Linked DNA regions of Mus musculus: region 1 is linked to region 2. A link is a contact called in public Hi-C data. All regions are on one chromosome and are shown on one strand. The core of a region is the stretch at or near the end of the contact, and the rest is flanking DNA. Distances in the headings are between cores, read along the strand shown. Region 1 overlaps Exoc4 (exocyst complex component 4). Region 2 overlaps Exoc4 (exocyst complex component 4).

What was found. A called contact is a pair of places that touch in the nucleus more often than the background predicts.
Region 1: a Hi-C map of the N1E-115 cell line shows a contact between it and region 2, with 11 times the contacts expected there. The contact joins two enhancer-like sites. A contact is called at or near these places in 9 of 484 Hi-C or Micro-C datasets (the F1.1 cell line, the G1E-ER4 cell line, the N1E-115 cell line and 6 more) and 2 of 115 datasets of contacts at active chromatin or transcription factors (bone marrow-derived dendritic cells and embryonic stem cells).

The regions. Positions count from the first base shown.
Region 1 is chr6:33,762,584-33,767,477 of GRCm38.p6, reverse strand. The region is part of intron 11 of Exoc4 (exocyst complex component 4); the gene reads right to left. Among named protein-coding and RNA genes, the nearest start is that of Gm13853, 230 kb to the left of the region's middle. Within about 2 kb of position 3,322, at least 18 of the 459 cell types and tissues checked have an H3K27ac peak or open chromatin away from gene starts, as enhancers often do. A contact at or near this core is called in the N1E-115 cell line and cortical neurons, where this site is marked.
Region 2 is chr6:33,926,884-33,931,750 of GRCm38.p6, reverse strand. The region is part of intron 17 of Exoc4 (exocyst complex component 4); the gene reads right to left. Among named protein-coding and RNA genes, the nearest start is that of Gm13853, 63 kb to the left of the region's middle. Within about 2 kb of position 1,825, at least 48 of the 459 cell types and tissues checked have an H3K27ac peak or open chromatin away from gene starts, as enhancers often do. A contact at or near this core is called in the N1E-115 cell line and cortical neurons, where this site is marked.

The DNA.
Region 1 (4,894 bases), core at 2,073-4,572, 170 kb after region 2:
CACTGTGGCGCCCACACATTCCCATTTTTATTTTATTTTTTTTTTATATTTTTGGTTTTTCGAGACAGGGTTTCTCTGTATAGCCCTGGCTGTCCTGGAACTCACTTTGTAGACCAGGTTGGCCTTGAACTCAGAAACCCGCCTGCCTCTGCCTCCTGAGTGCCGGGATTAAAGGTGTGCACTGCCACCATACCCGGCTCCACATTCCCATTTTTAATGTCCTCTGAGTAACACCATGTCAACAGTGACGAGTTGGAGCTGCACTGATAAAACAGCTGAAGGGCAATTAGAATGTGCAGGCTCATTTAGCTATAAAACCAATATGGGAGAAGGATGATGGTAGAATTTTGGCTACGGAGAATGTGGATGTTCAAGGGACTTGCTTTTAGTTTTTAGGTGCTTAAAATATTTTCATAAACTATTCAAAAATAGTTTATTGGTTATCAAGTTCTCATGTTGATGGTTTAACAATGTATGAAACAGCACTGGAGATGCTAGTGATATGTTTGAATGGAAATGCCCCCAGCTGGTATTAGTGTTCTATGAGTTTAATGAAACCTTTCTGACATGGAGCCCTGCTGCTAGACATAGGGATGCAGGGGCAAGCTTTGAGGGTGACAGGTGGACCCTGACTCTAGTTCTGTTTCGTGAATGCCAGCACTATGTGGGCAGCAGCCTATTTCTGCCTTCCTCACCATGATGGACTCTGACGTCAGGAGCTAAAATATGTCCTTCTCACCTAAACTTCTTCCTTCAGTTGTTTAGTAACAGAGATGAGAAAAGCAACCAGCACAATAAGTGATGCTTTTCCTTTAATAGGGCATATTTCTACAGGATCTGGCCAAGAACCAGTCTCCTCGATGCTTATCAGAATGAAGGGATTATATAAGTGAAGCAATAATTGCTGCTGTGAAATGTCTCAGTATGTGGAGACTTCCTCAAGCCCTGTTGGACACATCATGCCCATGATACTTCCCTCCTTGTCTAATGGTAGCTTGGGCCAGTGTCCTTCTCATCCTGTAGATGAGGAGAGGGACCCTTGGGCAGGTGTCACTGGAACACTTTCTCATTGGTGACACTAGACTCATGCATTTCAGGCTGTCACCACCTTACCACAAGGAAACTTAATAAAAAAAATTTACAAAGAGAGATCTGAGGAATCAGCAGAAATGATATACAGATCTATCATGACTGCCCTTTGAAAGACCCAACAAGCAGCTGAAAGAGTCAGATGCAGATATGTGCACTCAACCAATGGACAGAAGCAGCTGACCCTTGTTGAATTAGGGAAGGCTGAGAGAATTTGAGGAGAAGGGTGATCCTATAGGAGGACCAGCAGTCTTAATTAATCTGGAGCCCCAAGATCTCTCAAATACTGGACCACCAAACAGACAGCATACACCAGCTGATATGAGGCCCCCAACCCACATACAGTAGAGGACTTCCAGGTCTGTGTTCATTCAGAGATGATGCACCTAATCCTCAAGAGACTGGAGGCCCCAGGGAGTTTAGAGGTCAGATAGGGTGGAGGTTGAGGGCATCCATGTGGAGACAGGGTGTGGTGGGGAGAAGGTGTGGGATGTGGAACAGTTGGAGGGTGGGAAGGGAGGGGCAGGGAATGGAATATGAAGTGTAAAAAATGAATTACAAATAAAATTAATTTTAAAAAGAGATATCTAAGCCAGCAATAGGGGTAACACTATACAAAAAGCACAACTGGATTAAAAATGAAATGGGAACCCAGGTAAAGGCAAGGAGATTGCAAGTCCCCATTAGTAACAAAAGGTTTGAATTGCTCAGGTAAGTACACTGGCAGCAAACAGGTGAGGTAACAATCCAAAGACAAGAACACAGGGACTCCTGGTACCCAGACTCTCTGGATAAAGTCAAAATCGCCACAAAAAATTGCTTAATTGAGGCTTCTACTTGTTGTGAAAAGGCCAAGCATCACTGTTAGTGAATAAACAAAATACTGGGAATGAAACTCAAAGAAAACAAAAAGTGTAAGTGGTTCGTTTTCTTTTTTTAGGTACAGATGCACACCAAAGAATGAGATTGGATTCCAAAATGCTTTGTGTTTTAAACCCTAGGTTTTTTTTTTTTTTTTTTTTTTAGTGAGGACATTAGAGCCATCTCTAAGAGCTTGGGGGTGGGGAACCAATTGATCAGGCCTCTTTTCAACTTAATGATTTTCATGATGACTTCCAGCAGACCTTAAATGGAGCTAATCTATTTACACTAATAAAGCCGCATCTCCTGTACCAGAGAGTGGAAGAGTGAATGGCAACACTGGCTGTGATCAAATGCCACTCAAAGGCAACGTTCTTCATAGTAACACAATCTCATCTGATGACACAATATGCTGTTGCTGCTATCCATGCATCCCTGGGAAAACAGAAACGGTTACTGGCAGTGTTCTGCTCTATCTGGGAAGATAATAAGTTTGGGCATCAGTGTAATTATCTTCAGCAAATAATTATACTGAAAGCAGCCGTATCTACCATGGCTTGCCTGGGATTCCTGCACCTACCCACCTATCAGTAATGTTCACTTGTAACCCTGTAGACTCCTACAATTCCGACCATCCTGCGTATTTGCTTTAACAGCCATACTTCCTCACTGATTCCCATGGCTAGGTACAGGAGTGAGTTGTGAACCTCTCAGCCCACATCTGCATGGAACGTCATAACGTGACCTAACTTGAAAACAGGTTCTTTGCGGATGAAATTAAAACTTGGGATAGAAATATATAAGATTAGGATGGCCTTAAATCTACTGAAAGTGTCCTTATGGGAGTCAGACAAATGACAGGGACAGGGAAAGGTTATGCTAAGGAACTCTGGTTGTTCCTTAGAGTTGTTTCTTGAACAAGAACAGCAATATCTTCTAGAGCCTCTAGGGTCCCCTCTAGAGCCTTGGAAGAATTGCAGATTCTGATACCTATAACAGTGATGGAGTAAACTATTTAAAGTTTTCAAATATTTATTTATTTGTTTGTCTGTCTGTTTACTGTGTATGTGCACATGTGCACACATATGTATAGTGCAGTGCTTGTATAGAAGCCCAAGGACAACTTGCAGGAGTCACTTTTTTCCCTTAGGTTCTAGAGACTGAACCCTGGTCATCAGTTTTGGGAGCAAATACCCTTCCTTTCCTAGCTATCTTGCTGGCCCCACAGAATTGGCTTCTTTTGTTTCAAGCCACTGTGTTACCCTGCTTTTGCAGCCCTAGGAAACAAATCCACTGACTCGCAGCGCTATGAGCTCCACATGCTGCTACTGATCTCCAGCCAGCAGAGGGGCTCCAGGGACAGGACACGGTGGAGCTACAGCAGCTGCTCTTGCCTGCTGTCAGGCTAGGGTCTAGGGGCACTAGCAAAGTCATTGGGTGTGTGTTAGAGTGAATGCAGGTTGGTGGGGAAAGGAAAGCAGCCTGAAGATCCAGTGGGAGATAGCAGGATGTGAAAGAGCAGTGACAGAGGTCAGAAAGCCATAGAAGGGAGAGCTAAGGAGCAGACAGGAACTGACTTAGAGTGCTCAGTGCTGAGACCAGTCTCATGTGGTATGAGGAAGGAGGTGGAGTATGTTCTACAGTCATTATCCCGCTTAACCATTATTATGTTCCTAGGCCCCCAAAATTATAATTTCTATTTTCCAGAAAAGAAATAGGTATCGAGAGGCTAAATAATTTGGTCACAGTAAAGAAGCTATTAAGTGATATGGCTGGAATTCATTTGTATGCGATTTCAGAGCTTATGTATAAAGCTTGGTTCCCAATATAAAGTTGAGCACTCTATTACAGACTTGACTAGAGTAAATGCCTCAGCAATAACCAGGTTCTCCCTCTCAGGGAAATCACCGATTATAAGCAGCAGCAGTCTTCAGAGAAGTGGTGCTGATCCTGGCTGAATGCTCAGATCATCCGGGCATCTTGCAGGGAGTCCCTCGAGCCTGGCCAACTGATGGCGTGTGGGCAGGGGTACTTTTAGGAAGCTTCCTGGGTGACTTGGATGGGTCATGTTCCTGAGAATCACTGCTCTAAGCCAGCAGGTGGGAGTGGGAAGTGTGGCTGGCTGAGGAGGAGGTGAGAGTTGGCTGTTTGCAGGCAGACTGTAGCTATTTAACTTTTCAGAAGTGACTCTGGCAAATGCTGGGGCAGTGAGGAAAATATAATATGCTTTAAATGTTCAAGATGGCTTACTGTGTTACTCACACAGCTTATGTTTGTTCCTCCAGCGATAGGGAATTTGAGCCTGAGCCTCAGCCGGAGAAGCTGCTTCTGTCTCATATTGCCCTTCCTGAGCCAGAAAACGTGGGCTCCTGTCCTGGGAAAGCACGCTGTAAAATTTGGAAATGTGCTAGACAAGGAAGAAGCTTTTGCCACTGTGGGACATAGTGGGTTTTTTTGTTTGTTTGTTTTGTTTTTTTTTTTCAATGTCTGGGTCAGCATGAAGCAATGTAGAGTATTTCCTTAACATGACTATGGTTGCTCACCACATAAGCACACACAGCATCAGGTCTGGAAAGGCCTGACCCTAAGGCTGGGCGTGGCGACACTGAGAGGCGCTTCTTCAACCTTGGATTATATTAAAGCCATGTTCAGGGCTACTTCAACCCTGGTATAAAGTTCGGGAGTCTGGGTCTCACAAGTTCCCAGGTGAGCTGCACGAGGCTAGGGCAAACCCAAATACACAGACACTCAGATGGTGACATCATACAAGTGCAGGCTAAGTCAGAGGTCTGATGCCTACAGATAGCTCTTTAGCTACTAATAAAGGCAACGATATAGCAGTGTGATGGGGAGAGGAGACTGTCTTTGGATCACTGATTGGAAGGTGCCCTCCCATTCAGCATTCATAGGTAAGGAATAAAAAACATGAAATATTGTTACTGTC
Region 2 (4,867 bases), core at 576-3,075:
ATCTGGGTTTGGTCTTTTCAGATTAGGAAAGGGGGAAAGCAATGCAGAGGAATGCAGAAGGTACTCTGTGTGTGTGTGTGTGTGTGTGTGTGTATGTGTGGTCAGGCTTGGGAAAATTTGTCCTTTACTTTGAGGAAGCCAGTCATATGAACCTGAGATGAGATAAACTTAACCATGTGGCAGGCCTCAGACTAGTTTAAACAGAATAGCTGAGTTATCAGCTAGCAGAAACAAGCCAAAGGGTCTAGGCATTTATTCATATATAAGAAGTCTCAGAGTCTTTATTTTGGGGAACTAGGGTGTGGGTGGGCTTCAGAACCACCTTGGGCCTCAGTCCTCAGGTGTCTCTAACTTCCTTTTGGACAGATGGAGCTTATTAAGTGAGGGGGATTGGACTTAGCCTCAGGAATTTACCTATCTCCTCTTCCCCAGTGCTGGGATTACAAGTGTGGGCTACCACACTCAGCTATTTTTATACGGGTTCTGGGGACTGAGCTCAGGTACTCCTGCCTCAGCCACTTATTGGATGAGCTGTCTCATTGGTCTGTGTTTCTGAATTTTAAACATGTTAGTTTCAACACTAAACTTTTATTTATAAAACAAGAAGGGGGTCAGCTTCCAGCTTCCAATTTTTCAGTAAGAATTCTACTAAAATCAATAAGTGATAGTTCTTGGAATTTTTACATAGAACAATGTAACCCAGTCCTTTCAGGCAGAAGAACAGCCTCACACGGAAGGCTAACTTAATTTCTTAAGCACGAGACCAAAGAGGCACCGAAGGATACATAAAGACAATCTGATGGGAGATCTTGGGCAAGTTATTTCTCATTTCTATTCCCTGGGATCTTCATTGCATAATAGCATCTGCCATCTATGGTATTCTCTGAGCAATGCCAGTGCCAGCAAATAAGCAACAGTGAACAGATCCATTGTCTGCCAGGAATTGGGAGGAACCCCAAGTTAGAAACTGACTGTATGCTATCACGACAAGAAGGAAATCTTATTTAACTAAGGCCTTCACACGTGAGGCATGTCTCGGAGAACTCAGACCTTAATTAGAGGCAGGCATTTTTCTGGGGAGATTATGAGTTCTCATTGTTTTCAGGCGCTCTGGAGGCTATGCAGGCTGGTGAGGCATGCTCACCTGCATCCAAAAAGCCCCAATTAAACCATTAATTAGAGACCAATTAGTTTCTGCAATGTATGAGATCTACTCTAAGTATAATAAACTTAAGAGAGGCAAGACCAGAAGAAAACGGTATAGGCAGAAATGGGTAGCAAAGTCAAAAGAAGGTTAAATTCAAGAAAAGTAACATTATTTAAATAATGTAATAGACGGTCCTTAAGAAAACACTCTTGGATATCAAATTATACTCATTTTTGTTTTATCACTGACTTTTATTAACAGGTACCTTTTTTTTATATCAGGCAGTAAAAGCTATAAAACCCATCACTTGCCTGTTTTTCCTGGCTGCCAGGAGTCAGAGCTAGCTTTATTATCACCGCTGAATTAAAGCTCCTTCTCAGAGCTTCTAGAGGTCATCATTATTAAAAGAATGTTTGGCAGAAGACTGGCCTCATGTGACCACAAATCCAAACAGAAACTGGTCAGATGAAGCCCTTTAAAGCGAAGCTTGCAAAAAAGGTTGGGATTGGAAGGGCAGACATGACTGGTGGCAGGATAAAGCTGGTTTCAAAATGACTGCGGAAACAGATGCAGGGAATATTTTGTTTCTGGCCGAGCAAAGGAGTCTGCAAGGGGAAGCAGTCAGTGTTCAGCCCAGGCACTGAAGTCTTCAGTCACAGGTCTGTCCTGACAGCTGTGGGTGCTTCCAGTAGGTGGCAGCACGGCATCGCTAATCCTATAGCAAGCTATGCCCCGGTCACTCCAGGAAAACTTAACCTTTTTGCAAAAAACCAAAACAATGTCCCTCTGCAATAAGCCTGTAGAAGATAAGTATACACAACAGCCCCCAAGGGAGGAATTCGACATTCTCAGTCATGGCCGAGGGCATTCCTAGACTTAGCAAAGTACAAAGGTCAAGGATGAAGCAGGGGTCCCACTTAGCACGTTTAGTTTCTGGGCTGGGCTCCTGGTACCTCGAGGAAGAATCTGGGTAGGCGAGCTCACGTGGGATGTGGGTGACTTAAAAAGAGACATGGCTTTCATTCATCCTGAAGGAGGCTGATCTGTGCACTGACAGGGGAAGTAGCATTTCTACTCAGGTAGCAGCATGGCTGTGTGCTCTGTGCTCTGCTGGCTTTATGCATCACCATCTTACTGCCCTTGGCCTATGGACCCTTCCTTTCCGAGGTTGGATGGCTCCATGCTGACGCTTCCCCAGGTCTGTTTGTTTACTCCCACCCTTTCTGTTAAGCTTCCTGTTGTGTCTTAGACACATCTGCTCTGAAGTCCCACAGGCATCTTACACATATCCTCACACTGTAGCCCAGTCCTCCCCGTTCCCCTACCTTACTTGCTGATTCTGTGTGTAGATGCTCCAGGGTCATCCTTAACTCCCGTTCCTCTGCCTCTGACATTCAACCATTACTTAAGTTGAGCTGGTTTTTAAACTCCGTCTTACTTCCCATATCTGTTTTTATTCCTGCTAGCTCTGAGCAGAATCATGACCACACCTTCAGCAATCACTTTACAACTGAGAACATTTACAACTGAGGTCCTACTCAGTTGGGGCTACTGCAGTGAATGCTATAAAAAGAGCCCTTGCCTATGGAGGTCCCATTCTATTGTGGGTAGACAAGGTGAACAATCAGATATAAAATAGGTTAGGTATATGATAACAGGAGATAAGTGAGGGCAAGGGAAATGATGAAGGGGATGTTTCGAGTTATAGGCAAGAAAGTGGCACCCACAGCTTACCACAGGGGATCTCACTTCCCCCAGACCTCATCTTTCAGGGTCCCTCACTTTCTGCTTGAATGGCTCTTCCCCAACTCTGGATAAATCCACTTAGTATTTAAATTATGCATCACTTCCTTACAAATTCTTCCTTGATTGTTCACCTCTCAGGATGATTAGGGAAATGTGAAAATGCGTAGGATATTTCCTTGACAAAGTTCTCTATTAATGTGGTATAAAACTTGAGCTACTCATTTTCTATGACAAATCATTTGGGACTTTTAAAGCTTTAAAGCTCAACATAAAAAAAACTTACTGCAATATAATTCAGCTACCATACAATTTCCATATTTGAAGTATAGAGTTCAAGATCATTTAATATATCCAGAGTTGTACAGCCATCTGCAAAATCTATTTTAGAACATGTTACTCATTCCCAAAAGAAATCCTGAGTCCACATCTTCATTTTCTCACAAGCTCCAAACAGTAAGTAACTGCTAGCTCTGAAGATTTGCCAATTTTTGATATTTCGCACAGAGTCACATACAATGTAGCCATTCATGGCCAGCTTCTTTAATTTAGCCTCATGTGTAAAGGTTCATCATATATTAAATTTCATATTATGGCCACATAATATCTATTGTATGTATTCACATTTCATTCACCCATCAGTTAACACTGTTATAAAATTTGGGTAAAACTTTTTTAGTGCATTTATTTTTGATTTCTCTTGGGTAGAATCTCTGAATCATATGATAAGTCTATTTTTAACTTTTTGAAGAAGGGATAAACTGTTCTTCAAGGCCACTGTACCTTCCATTTTCCCACTAGCACTAGTTCCTCTATATTCTTATCAAAACATAAAATTATTTTTATTTTATGTATATGGGCATTTGCTGGCATGTATGCCTGCACCTTGAGTGTGCATTGTTCATAGAGGCTAGAAGAGGGCACTGAGTTCCTTGGAACTGGAATTACAAATGGTTGTGAGCCACTATGTGGGTGCTTGGAATTGAACCTGAGTCATCTGGAGGAGCAGTCAGTGCTCTTAGCCAAAGAGCCAACTCTACCCCCCCCCTTTTTTATTTGGACTGTGCAGGCAGGCTTATCTCAGTGTGGTGTTGATTTTCATTTCTCTAATAACAGATTATGGTGAGCATCTTTTCATGCTCACCATAAATCATCCACATGCAGATCTTCATGGCATAAATGTCTTTGATAACATTTTAACAGATTATTTTTAAAAAGAGGTTTTAGTCACACAAAGTTGAAAAAAGTAAGTTAGTATAAAGTTCTCAAGTAACTTATATTCATTATTCCTACTAACATCTTATATTAGTATGGCACATTTATCACAACTAATGAACCAACATTAATATACCATCATTATCTACAACCCAACTTCATCCAGACTTCCTTCATTTTTACTGCACGCTCTTTCAATTTTGGGACCCCATCCAGGATAGGAGAGACAATTAGGTGTCATGTGTCCTGGCTGAGATAGCTTCACCAACTATCGTGTTTGTTTGGTTTGTTTTTAATGGCTTTTATACTACGGAGGAGTGTTGGTCAGGTATTTTATAACTATCCCTGCATAAAAATCTCTGATGTCTTTCTTGGAGAAAGAGCTCAGAGATAAAGAGACAATTTCATCACGTGGTATCAAGGCTCCACATTGTGTACATGTTCATGAGTGCTGATGTTGATCAACGAGATGCTGCCAATATGGCCCTTCCATATCATACCACAGACATTCCGGTGTATTTCTGTTTGCTCTAGTCACCTCTAAACCTACTATAAACCAAGAGAAACATGTTTAACATGAGGCTGGCTCCTATTTTAGACAAATTACATAGGAAAGATGGGGTATTATAAATCAAGGTCTAGGCCTCTGATCAAGTCTACCAGCAGCCAGTTAGTTCTCTCTACTGAGCTAGTGTAACCCAGGGCTGCATTTGACACACAGACACCTCCAGGATATCTCTTTCCTGCGTTATTTACCTTCCT